2 separate regions of the Arachis hypogaea genome follow, and region 2 is linked to region 1. The links are chromatin contacts, called in public Hi-C maps. All regions are on one chromosome and are shown on one strand. Each heading gives the region's core, a stretch centred on a gene start, on an enhancer-like site or on the middle of the called end of the contact. The rest is flanking DNA. Distances are from core to core; before and after follow the strand shown. Region 1 holds the start of LOC112798299. Region 2 has its middle 30 kb from the start of LOC112798307.

What was found. Hi-C and Micro-C count contacts between places; a contact is called where the count stands out from the background.
Region 2: a contact with region 1 is called in a Hi-C map of leaf, with 2.3 times the contacts expected there. The contact joins the enhancer-like site here to the promoter of LOC112798299 in region 1. A contact is called at or near these places in 5 of 8 Hi-C or Micro-C datasets (leaf and an unstated tissue).

Annotation. Positions count from the first base shown.
Region 1 is chr1:13,906,356-13,909,055 of arahy.Tifrunner.gnm2.J5K5, reverse strand. LOC112798299 reads left to right here and starts at 1,423. Exons shown (of 9, transcript XM_025841567.3): 1 at 1,423-1,823; 2 at 2,015-2,123; 3 at 2,238-2,433. The coding sequence starts at 1,733.
Region 2 is chr1:13,959,437-13,962,435 of arahy.Tifrunner.gnm2.J5K5, reverse strand. No RefSeq gene overlaps it. Among protein-coding and RNA genes, the nearest start is that of LOC112798307, 30 kb to the left of the region's middle. Within about 2 kb of position 1,570, at least 1 of the 3 cell types and tissues checked has open chromatin away from gene starts, as enhancers often do.

The sequences.
Region 1 (2,700 bases), core at 174-2,673:
AAATCTAAAAAATAAAATAAAATTTTAAAAATTATATAACCATTATTTACATTCATAACATAAATTAAAGTAAAAATTTAAATATGATATAATATTATTAATTATTTTACTAATTATTTTATATATATTATATATATTATATATTAAAAATATATATTTATATATCTATTATATATACTTGGGCGGGTAGGGGCGGGTTTAACCTAAACCTGACCCTGTCCCGTCCCGCCCAAGAATTCGCCCCGCTAAAACCCGTCCCGGTGCGGGTGCGGGTAATTACCCACTCCGAACGGATAGGAGCAGGGTGAGTACCCGCGGGTTCAGGTAGTGTTGCCACCCCTAAATATTAGTTTTGTTTTTTCTTAGATAAAGTTATCAGTATTATACATATTTATGGATAAAAATAATATTATTTAATTTATTTTTAATATATATATATATATATATTATAATAAAATTTTTTAATATTTATTAAATAAATTTGATTAATTTATTATTTAATAATTTTAACTATCAACTTTACATAAAAATAATTGTATATAAAATTTTACCATTTTTTACAGTTTAATATATATCCTATAAAAGTGATTTATTTAATAGCTAGTTTTATTATATAAATGAAATAGGATTGAATTTTATCTATAAGGTATGAACACTAACATAAACATAGAATACGGAGGCACATAAATTTTAAAATCTTATAAAATATGAGAAGACGACATATATATAAAATATATTAGATAAATTATAATGATATTTTGATATTTTATTAATAATAAAATATAAAATAATTTTTAATTATTTTTAATATATTTTTTAATTATATAAAATATTTAAAATATCTTTTGTTTAATAAATAATAATATATATTATTTTTAAACCCATTTTAAAGAGACATGTTAAAAAAAAGTTCGATATATTAACATGTAATAATATTTAAATATGTAAATATATCTAAAAAAATATTTTATTTTTTATTAAAACATAACTAAATATTCATGCTACACTTAAACAAACAGGATTTTACTAGGTAAATAATAATTTTTGTGAATAATGTGAACAATAAATTTTAAAATTGGCCTAGTAAAATAAAAATATATTACACCCTCAAATTACCCATCTAAATCTTAATATTAAAATAACCATCTACATATCTAATAAATTAAACATTCAATATATTTATTATTTATACTATTTAATATTTTATTATCTACTTGTACTTTTTCAAACATATATCAATAATTTATTGTGTCTAAAAAAATAAACGAATCCAACAACTGAGCAAATTATCCTAATAAAATATCCGTCCTTCATAGAATTTATTATAGCAAAAGCTCCTTGGAAATCTGGTCAAGGAATACTATGCGTGAAGCCATTGAATTTTTTAAACATCATTATACGTAAATTGACCATTATAATATTAATATTAATTAAGTCTTCTCTTTAGCGGACTCTCCCTTTTCATATGACAATGCAAACTTTTTGGTTCCCAACACCCCGAATCATATAAACTTAGTTCTGTTTTCGGTTTTCCTTCTCTGTCTCTCTTGTTTTGTCATCTTCTTGCACTGCACGACTCTTTCTTCTTCTTCTTCTTTGTTATTATTTAATCATTACTACTCATTTTCCTTCCCTCTCTCTCTCTCTCTCTCTCTTGTGTTTATAGTTTCTTTCAAAATAATTCTAATCACAACTAGCAATTTCTCTTCATGATCGTGGTCCTATAATTAGCATGGATTTTGGTGGCTCTATGCAAGGTTATGTGAAGGCTTCTTATGTGGTCTTTGCTTTCTTCTCTGCCTTCTTCTTTGGTGCCATAAAAGGTGCTTCTCTTTTTTCCTTTTCTTTCCACCCTTTTTTCCATTCTTTATAAAGTTCATGATTGAATATTAACCTTTTGAGTTTTGACCACTAAATAAATATTAAATCTTTTACTCTATTTTATTTACAAGTTCTTACATGTAAAATGAATTAGGATGATGAGTTGTTGAAATTTTTTCTTCAAATTCTGCAGGCTTAGTTGTGGGTCCTATTGCTGCTTTGATACTGATTATAGGCAACGTTGGTGTGATTCTTGGATTGTTTCCTTGGCATGTGGCATGGACCGTATACACCCTTTTGAAGTAGAACATAATATTTTCATTATTTATTTATTATTATATAGAGATTTTTTCAGTTATAATTTCAATTCTCATGATTTTATCTTCGTTTTTTTTGTGTTAATTTTAATTTTGCAGGATTGAAATATTTGATGCAGCGTTGAAAGTTGCATTTTTGATTGCTTTGCCTGCTTTATTTGGTATATGGTTAGGTATAGGAATAGCTGGAAGCGTTCTTCTTGGTGTTGGCTATGGCTTCTTCACTCCATGGGTTTCAACTTTTGAGGCCTTCAGATATGATAATGAGTCCAAGAAATTCTTGCACTGTCTTGTGGTGAGGTTCCTTAGGATGTTACTTCTTGTGTTCTCATAACATTATAGCAATGACAGTATAGCCTTTTGAAAGAAAGAAACATGTCCCCAGCACCAGGACTGATGAACCATGTTTGGGGTTATGAGGAAATGCCCTTTTTGGTCCTAACCATTAGTCCGAATGGCCAGGCGCCCCTCCACAATTCAAAAATCTCTAACCGGTTTCCAACCATCCAAGTAATTGAGCTAAGCAATCCCTCACACATCAGCATGTTACTGTTTAGAGGAA
Region 2 (2,999 bases), core at 321-2,820, 53 kb before region 1:
CGTGGCTTACCTTAAAAACAAAGTTGTGGGCTTTGTAGAACTCGACATTATGGTCGCATGGCCACAAACAGTGCGTTAATCGGAGCTCCGAATCAAAAGTTATGATCAATGGAAGTTGGAAGTGAATTGAAACAAGGGTTTCATGTTTCCCCCTTTTCCTTTGTGTATTTGCAGCGTGTGTGTTGTTTTGAAGGGGAGGGAGAGTGCTGAGCTTCTAATTAAAAGGGAGCTTGGCTGAACCTTGGGCCCAATATGGATCTGGTTGGTCCGGTTTGGTCCGTTCGACCCAATTTTAGGCTGATTTCTTTAGAATTAATGTCAAAATTCTCGTTTTGATTTTCTTTATCATATTAAACCATGAAAATCTCATTTCTCACTTTCTAGAATATTTTTTAATTTATGGATTAATTAGCCATTAATTAACCGAATTTTACAACTTTCTTCAATAAATCATACATATATACTGAATGTGATCATAAATAATATAGTAATAGTTAAATTCACTAATAAATATATTGGCTATTATCACACTATAAAATAAATTATATATAAAGGCTATTAGCACTTATAAATCTATAAAATCACACTGTTTTTTATTCGTGCAAGGGTTTACTTATCAAATAAACTTAAAATATAAACCAAAAATATTTATAAAATGGATCTATCATCACTTGAAAGAATAATGGAAAATAATCAACTTATCTTATCATTCATGAGAACCATTTCTATATAAGTCGTTTTGTTCTTGTCAAATTTGGATGGGACTTTCCATAACCTTATAATTTTTGCCTTTATTTTTCAAACTGTTTCATTACATAATCTACCGTAGGTAATACTGTTGATAGAATCGTAGTTAGTAGCCCTTAGGTATAAAAAATAATAAAGAGAAGAAGATCTATGTTTGAGGTACGAATTTTCTAAATGATAAATAATTGTAATAATTTATTATTACTCCTTATAAATAAATAAATATATATATATATACACTAATTATACATGGTAATAATTAGCAAATATTTTCAATGAAGATACTTGCTACAATTAGGTAAAATTTATGCCATTATATTTTATTAATCTTATGATTAATTCAATAGAGATACTTACTCAATATATATGTTATCTACATTAATTATATGCTAATATTTTTAGGAAAAGAGCTAAAAGAAAAGATATATAAATATATATAATATTATTTCTATATAGAAAGCATACATAAATTACTAATTTTTTTATTATATTATGCAACTTAAAATTATAATATTATAATATTATTAATTTCGGATTGATACCGGATCTTTTTTTTTTTTGGTTATGGATTGATACCGGATCCTTGGTCTCGTTTGTTGCTTTTGGTGGCCCGCAGGATGAGGCTGAAGGTCGGGTCCATAAGAAAAATCAATTTGGACTAAGAAATGGGCCAAAAAAAAAACTGTGGTGTAGTGTCTAACTGTCTATAACTCATATATATGTTTGATCTATATGGATAATTTTATTATGTAGAGTATTGCAGAGGTGCTAAATTTGTTGTCTCGTATACCTCATTATTTTTTATTAATGAAACTATTATTCTGAAAAACACACACATGAGCACACAATACCATATATTACATAATTACATAATTACATATACACTAAGGTTGACTTCTTTAAATAAGGCTTACAAAAGGAAGCCCCAAAACGAAAACCTTTCAAATAGAAGTTTTCATTCCTTTGGCATTTTGCAAATAGAAGTTCTGTCATTATTCATTAATCATTCAATAAAAATTGAGAAGCAATTATCAGGCTGACACATCGCTTGATGTTGGCATTCTTCAATCTTGGCAGCCTGGGGTCTGCAATTATTTAATTTGTCGCATTTATGCAAGATAATTATTGTAAACAAGAAAACACATAAAATAAACAAAGCCATGAATAATGTCTAAGCCACAATACACAAAACTATTACATAGTAAGTGTCTGTTTTTTTTTTTTTTCAAAACAATTATGTCAATATATATTTTTAATTCAATAATGATCTCCCTTGTTTGTACTTCTAAGATAAAAGAAGTATTTTTTTTTTAGTAAAAAGCAATTGTTTATACCGAACTTATAACCGAAAAATTTAATAATCATCATTATTGATTTAATGATTAAATAGTCATAACATCAATGCATGGATCAATTCTTTGTCTATAAAATACATTTTTCATATTTCATCAAAAGGAGTCATATGATATACATGATAAGTTTTATAACTTTTATTTTATGTCTAATATTATATAGTTATAGAATTATTATATACTTTTTAAATACTAATTAATTTTTCAATATGATTCTGACCACAACTGTTGAAGAATTTTCACTTTTCAATCGAGTTACAGCTCGAAGTCACTATTTTACGTCGGTTAGGTGCTCTATACAAAAAATGTTTCAAACAATGAATCACATGTTAATTTTTTTTCTAATTGTGGTTCAATTTATTAATAAAGAAATTAGTTTGGGTGGTATTATAATTATTAATTAATTATATTAGTAGTTGGTCTGTTCTTTGATGGAAAGAACACGACTATTTATAAACTTTATAAAGTTTGGGTCTCCAATTTTGATCAAACAACAAAACAAACATATTTTGATTCTATTTGACTTTGTGATTCAAGAATTGGAAATTCTAAATTGAATCAAAGAATTTATTGGCAATATGGTTTTATAAAATATCTAACATGTGGTATTAGAGCAAAATTATCTTTGTCTTGCAATTTCAAAATTTAATTACTATGCATTATTTTGATTAATTGTTTTGAAAGAAAAAATGCATAGTATAAATTTTGGAATAAGTGAGAGAAAATCATTGAAATTAAAGTTGACGCACCATAAGAGGAGGGAATCATAAATAATACTCCGAGAAGGAATCTACTAAATTTGTGTCATAGTTGTTCTTCATAATAGTATAATTTTTCGTGATTCCCATAAATTTTTTTATTCTTGAATTTAAAAAAAAGGAAAAAGGAAAGACACGGGAA